2 separate regions of the Mus musculus genome follow, and region 2 is linked to region 1. A link is a contact called in public promoter capture Hi-C data. All regions are on one chromosome and are shown on one strand. The core of a region is the stretch at or near the end of the contact, and the rest is flanking DNA. Distances in the headings are between cores, read along the strand shown.

What was found. Promoter capture Hi-C pulls out the DNA fragments that hold promoters and counts their contacts.
Region 2: a contact with region 1 is called in a promoter capture Hi-C map of liver, with 4 times the contacts expected there. The contact joins the promoter of Tmem14c here to the enhancer-like site in region 1. A contact is called at or near these places in 5 of 39 promoter capture datasets (the 3T3-L1 cell line, embryonic stem cells, hippocampal neurons and 1 more), 1 of 484 Hi-C or Micro-C datasets (CD8 T cells) and 1 of 9 other capture datasets (liver).

What each region holds. Positions count from the first base shown.
Region 1 is chr13:38,612,871-38,616,245 of GRCm38.p6, reverse strand. All of the region lies in intron 3 of Bloc1s5 (biogenesis of lysosomal organelles complex-1, subunit 5, muted), which reads left to right. Among named protein-coding and RNA genes, the nearest start is that of Bloc1s5, 21 kb to the left of the region's middle. Within about 2 kb of position 1,760, at least 26 of the 459 cell types and tissues checked have an H3K27ac peak or open chromatin away from gene starts, as enhancers often do. A contact at or near this core is called in liver, where this site is marked.
Region 2 is chr13:41,014,780-41,018,029 of GRCm38.p6, reverse strand. Tmem14c (transmembrane protein 14C) reads right to left here and starts at 1,780. Exons shown (of 6, transcript NM_025387.3): 1 at 1,632-1,780; 2 at 857-915; 3 at 248-324. The coding sequence starts at 879.

The DNA.
Region 1 (3,375 bases), core at 511-3,010:
GCTCTCTCTAAGTACCTGCTTGAACTCAATGGCTGGAAGCACAGCCCGCATCTGCTCTAATGTTAGTCTGAAATAGTGCCGCTGGATGGTGTTGAAGCTTACACACAGACAGACTGATAGAATTTGTTTGCTTGATGGGAAGCAAATCAAGACATTGTTAGCTAAGTGCAACATAGTAACAATGCAAGGGTGCTCATCTCCTTTTGGAAAGATGAAAAGAAAAGCATTTACCCTCTGTATTCACCAAATGGACTGATCCATCTGCACCGCACTCGGGAGGCTGAGGAGGCAAGAGCACCAGGAGTTTAAGACCACAGTGGCCACACAGTGAATGTGAGGGCAACCTTGGCTGCTTGAGACCCTGGAGCACTTGATACGTTACAGTTGTTTATCACAAGTCAACATAGCGTCCTGACACAGATAGCAGAAGACAGTGCTTCCCGTTGAAAAGCATGCCACAAAGTGATGTGAAGTGGTACAATATGAGCCTTCTCTTGGTCACACTGATCACTAAGGATGGGACTTTTATAGAGTGGTCAGGTGATTATTTATTTATAGGTTTTAGAAAGGAAAACTAAAAGTTCAGAAAAGCTCAGTGGGGAAAGGCACTTGCTGCCAAGCCTGACAGCCCGAGTTTGATGCCTAGAACCCACACAGTGGAACGAGAGAACCAAATCCAAAGCTGCCCTTTGACCTTTTAGAGCACATGTACCTACACACACACACACACACACACACACAACATGAAATAAAAAAGCCTTTTCTGTGTTGTTTCTATGTGGCTGGAATGTGGATAACTTCACAGGGAGGCAAATTCTGAAGACGGATCTTGTTTCCAAACATGGAGACAGTTCTGTAGAGGAAGACAAGTGTAGGCTTATCCCCTTCATCCAAAAGAAGTTTGTAAAGGCTGTGACAGCCTACAGATAAGTATAGGCTTCAGGCCTCATCCAAGACATTTCTTTTTACTGTAGACAGAGCCACCACAAAAAACCATAACTAGTCAGAATGCAAATTTGTAGAGCCTAGTCCCAATGAATATATCTGCTTAACACTCCGGAATCCAAGGCCCAGGGGACATTGAAGAAGGGGCAGAAAGACTGTAAGAGCCAGAGGCCCAGGGAGTTTGCTGTGAGACTGTGTCTCCTAGTAATGACAGAAGCTACACACATGAAGTCTCATCACCATGACAGTCTAAGCATGAGCTAAGCACAGGTGACACCCACAGACATGCCAAAGTGGATGGGGAAAAGCCCACAGGCCTCAGCCCCACTCAAAGAGCTACAGGCAGCTAAGGAGTGGTGGGAGCAGGAGACATGGTCTTCCCAGAGACGAGCACAGTAGCTTGCTCTTCAGAACCAAATGCTCAGCCCTGAAAGCATGCATGCAAGTAACATTTACAGACTGCACAGGTCACATGTAGGCTATGCATGGATGTCCATGTATGCTTGTTGTAATAACGAACAAAGAGGCCATGGCCTGAAAAGAGAGCAAGAAGAGTGGATGGGCAGGTTTTAGAGGAGGAAAGGGGAGGGGGATGATGTAGTTATAATCTTGGGGCAGGGGTGCTGTGACAGGTGACAGCAGAAGTCACATGGCCCTTCAACTTTTCTTCACACTGCACTTGGGGTGATCCAAAAATGAAAATGACCCGAGGACAGAAACACAGATTTTTAAGATCTGTTCACAGAGCCAGGAAGGAAAAAAGACGAACAGGAAATGATAGCACCATGCTTAGGGATGGTGAGGTCATACTCACTGCCGCAGGAAGAAGGCAGATCTAATCAACTCCTCTCTTGTTTTGTTAAGGAAGAAAAATGATTGGTAAGCTAATCCCCCGTCCTTAGATGTCATCTGTGATCTAGGAAAGTTTGTTAATAGCCGCTGAGGATAAAGCTTTTGAAAATGAAATCTGCTGGCTGCATCCAGGAGGTGGAGGCTTCACAGTTTTCTGAAAGAGAAACCGCTGTCCCTGCCCTGATGTGGACGGGTCGTTAGCCCTAGGCAGGGAGAAGAAGACAGACAGATGGCTTCCAGCTTCAGCAGCTGTAACAGAGGGTGGTCCTGTAGCAGTCTGCCTCTGCTGAGGGAATTCACAACTGAAAGCACTTCATCAGAGGACAGGGAGAGTGAGTGAGGGCTTTGTGTGAGGGTAGTAGGGTGAACAGGGTCCTCAGCGCACCACCACTTGACACTGCTCAAGAGTGACTTTTGAGACAGGGTCTTTCCTGTGGCTTAGGCTGGTCTGGAACTCACTTGTGAACCAGATTGTGATGTAGATCTCACAATGACCCTGGGTCTCAGAGTTTTGGCTAGACTGCCTTTACCCTCAGTGTGGGGTGTGCAGACACAGCAGCTGGAAATTCAAACTTAGGTCCTCGCACTCACGTAGCTTACTCCCCAGTTACGTGGTTCTTATTGATAATACTTAATCTCTTAGTGGGCATGTTTGCTATCTTTCTCATGAATGATCATGTCCATCCTGAGGTCCTGTTGTTAGTTCCTCATTTGTAAAATAAGTAAGACACAGACAGACTTGCAGGAGACTTGGGAGAAACGTGTTCTGAGGAGCAGGAAGTGCAAATGCCTCGTGGTGGGAGTATGGTCGGCCGGCACAGTGGAAAGAGCAAGGAGGTCGGTGTGCCCAGAGCAAGGGCTAAGACGCAAAGGCAGCAGGTAGATGAGGAGGAGCCGAGAAGGGAGGAACCCAGCAAGAGCAGGACGAGGCGCGTAGCAGGGATCCGCAAGCATGTCAGGAATCAGTGGACCAGCAGAAGGGCAGAGCAGTCACAGACGGCAAAGCTGCCTGCTAGCCTGCAGACCAGTTCCCTTTGTCGGAGCAGAAGTAAAGTTAGACTGGTGATGGGAAGGTCTGAGGAACTCAGGGGTTCACACCAGCCTGGCAGTGGCTGTGCAATATTTTATGACCGGAGTCTTTCCTGAGACACATGGGGTCTGGTGTGGAAGTCTCTACTTGTACCGTCATGCCAGCTCTCTGAAGGTCTTAAATTTTAAAACATTTTGAACTTGGGGATGCTCACTTTACATTAGAATGTTGGTTCTGAAGAAATGGAAATGATTTCATGAACTTTCAGACCTGGGAGAGGTAAATGTTGTAGCAGCATCCAGGATGAACTAGTTAGAAGACAGGAGCAGTGACAAGAAGAATGAGTGGAAAACCATGGGGGCCATCTGGCTGTCGGGCCTTGCCTCAGAGAGAAGGCTCAGATGATGGGCCTCGTTGCTCTGAATGTGACTGTGAGTTCACCCCTTTTCAGAGAACATTGATTAAGGCGGTTGATGCCAACATATCAGGGGGCTTAGTATTTCTGTGCTCTTTGGGTGACAGCTCAGAGCTCCCAACTGCGGTTGTTC
Region 2 (3,250 bases), core at 531-3,030, 2.4 Mb before region 1:
ACGCGGTGTATGGCAATGGTCGATAACACCCACCCACTAATACCCCTGCCTATCTGTATGTAAAGAGGGGAAAAAAAAAAAAAAAAAAACGCCTGGCTCCACTCAGCCAGATAATCAGAGGCCAATGCAGGGTGTACTCAGGGCCTAAAGCAAACTTGAGTCAAGCCATATTAGGTGTCAAGGGCTCTGGGGACCCACATGTCACTGGACTAAGGTGACAATTTTAAGAGTAACAAGAAAGGCTCACCTGCTTTGGCATAGCCAATAATCCCACCGGTAGCAACCAGGGCTGCATAGCCGAAACCAAAATAATGTAAAGGCATCCTGAAAAGGCCAAAGGGAGAAGCCAGTGTCAACCGAGTATAAAATACAACACACAAAATCACTGGATGGGGCCTGCGGGAACTTGGCCTTGGTGGCGATGCGCCCCCCACCCCCGGCTCCCGGAGGCTGGCAACCTGAGTTTGGTTACATTACAATGGTCCACATAGCAGAAGATCAACTCCCGCAACTCCTGAAAATTGTCCTCTGACACCTACAAACTCAACATGGCACGAATGCATCCACACAAAGAAGTAAATGTAATTGCTTAAATCATCCTCAGGGACAAAAGGATTGTCGTTTCCAGCAAATTCTGCCAGTGCCCAATCAGAAAGAAAGATAGGCCAGGTGGCAGGCTCGGTGAAAGAACTAGCCAGTGGCAGAACTGGATTCAAGTCCATGTCCCAGGCCGCTAGTTCAAGGATCATGTCACAACCTACGCTGCCTGGTGGGCAGTGCCAAGCTGGAGGTTCCCGTCATGTGCTCTGGTTTTAGAGGCTCCCAGTGATTCTACTCCGATGCACAGGGCACTTACAATGGGCCACTGTCTTTCTGCATTGTTCAGTCGCTTTGGAGACCACACCAGGCCTGCACCTGTGGAGGAGAGGTCAGAGCAGTCAAGAGACACGCTGACCTCTAGCAATCAGGAAGAAATGAGTTCAAGGTACAGCTCTGGGTGTGATTGCAACTGCCGCCTGGACACACACAGTCACTAGTCGCCCTAGCTCTGCTGTCCAGTGAAGGTAACTGGATAACAAGTAAAACACCTCTGTGAATATTAAGTGTTGTAGAGACACCAAATATTTTTACCACAGCCTCTACTATAGCACAGGCCCACCGAAACGAGCAGGAGTCACGGAGCAGCTCTGGAGCAGCTGACTGTCTCATCAGTTAGTTGATTGCTAAATCAGAAAACAAATGGCCTGTACCTCCATTCTTCTTAGCGTCTCCGAGAAGCAGGGTAAATGCTGCTTTCTCTCCAACGTCCTCCATACTCAGTTTGCAAACTTTTAGAAACCCTTGCACCCAACCCTCGGCTCCTATTAGGCTGGAGCAAGGGACCAGAAAATGCTCGGAACCCTAGTCGCAACTGCACTTAGACGCGCTACAACCCTACAAAGTGACTCCTGCTCTCTTACGGAAAAGCCCTCCGTGGCGCGGAAGCAGCGCACGCGCGTTTAGGTTTCCACTCCCGGAACCGCAGTTAGAGAACATTTTAGAGAGGCGGGAAGCGGGCCGGGGAAGCGAGCTCAGCAGAGTGTGCACGGAACGATTCCCCTGGTGATAGAGTCGGCAAAGTAAGAACACACCCAACCAACACTGGAGCCGGAGCCGGAGCCGGGAGGCCTGTGCTGTAGGACGAGGGCGCGAGCAGACAGCGAGAAGCCGAGGTCAGGAGCCGGGTGTGCAGACGTCACAGCGTGCGCTGCGTCCTAGCGGGAGGGGCGGGACCTGGATAGCCGGGAGGAACCTGAGGTGATTGGCTGGGCATCATCCTAGGCGGTCTTCGGGTGATGGGGCGGGGCTTGGTTCCGGCTTGGGAGTAGTGGGGTGGAGGAGCACCAGGTTTGGCTGCTGAGTTTGGGGTCCGTACTCCGAGGGTGAGCCAGTTTGATACAAGGATAATGGGATTAATAAAAGCCATCAGGAAAGGGTACCAGGCTGGTAGAAGAGGCATATCAGCCACAAGTCAAAGCAACTCAAAGTGTTTATGTACTGCCATGTGCCCAGTATAGATCTTAAGTATAGACATTTAAACAGTGAACCAATCTATTTTTAAGAAATTTTTGCCCTGGGAGAGCCTAAGTATTTACTCCTCAGAAGGTCTCAATTACAAATCAAAGTTCACCCCGAGGAACCAATGAGTTTATTAAAGTTCCTTACAAAGCATGACTGAGGAGTTTCAGGCAGAAGGGACAAGTCATGCTGGAAAACCTATACCCAGCGAGAATGATGGCTTACTTATGGCTGTGCAGAGCCCCGTTTCCTAGTCCCTGTCCACCTATAAACTCTAGCCCTTCCTCAAGTCACATGCAACTAGGTCAGAATGCATGAAACTGGGTGGAAGGGGTAACGGGATATAGGTGAGGGGCCCCACGACCCTCTCCACTCCTTTTCTAAATGAAGGTGAACAGTCAGGCAAACAGTCAACAAGCCCAGCTGGGACCATCTTTTGCAAGCAGGCACAGCTGACCCTCATGAAGATGGCGGCAACCTGGCGCAGATAGTAGTGCGGAACTGAATCCCACACGCTCTATCAGAGAAGCACTGTACGTATTGGCCCTTAAGAGCACTGAGGGTCTTGCTGTAGAGGACACACGTAGTCAAGGACTTAATCCGGGGCTTGCGTGTGATGGCCCTAGTCATGGACTGTGAATGTTTTGTCTCCTGTATATCATACTTGAACGTCTCACGTAATTTTGGTGTCTGCAAATACAGCATCTTGGACTATTTAACTACTCTGTTTTGCCCAGGCTGGCCTGGAACTGCTGGGCTCAAGTGATCCTCTCTCGGGAGCCTCCTGGGTTACTGAGGCTCCAGGCACATGCTATCTGGATTCCTAGTTATGCCAGCCTCATACACTTCTGTCTGTGCACTTCTCAGGAGACCGTTAACTCTTTGCCACTGTGGGTATAACAGTGGCCGGCTGCACCAAGATTCCTAGATGCCTGCCAACAGAAGGATCCCGGAAATAAACTAGGACTAGGTAGAAGATACAACTCACTCCTGTAGGCACTAGGGAAAGGTCAAGGCTCCAAGTTGCAATCAAACCACATAGAATTGTTACAAAAGCTTGGACAACCAGGAGATTCCAGCTAACTGTATCATTGAAGCCCATGTTTTCTTCTAACATTTTGTTTTCTTTACACAAGCTCTCGGGTGGTCAGAAACTGCCTCAATTCTAATTCTCGGAACTCCTTCTACCTCC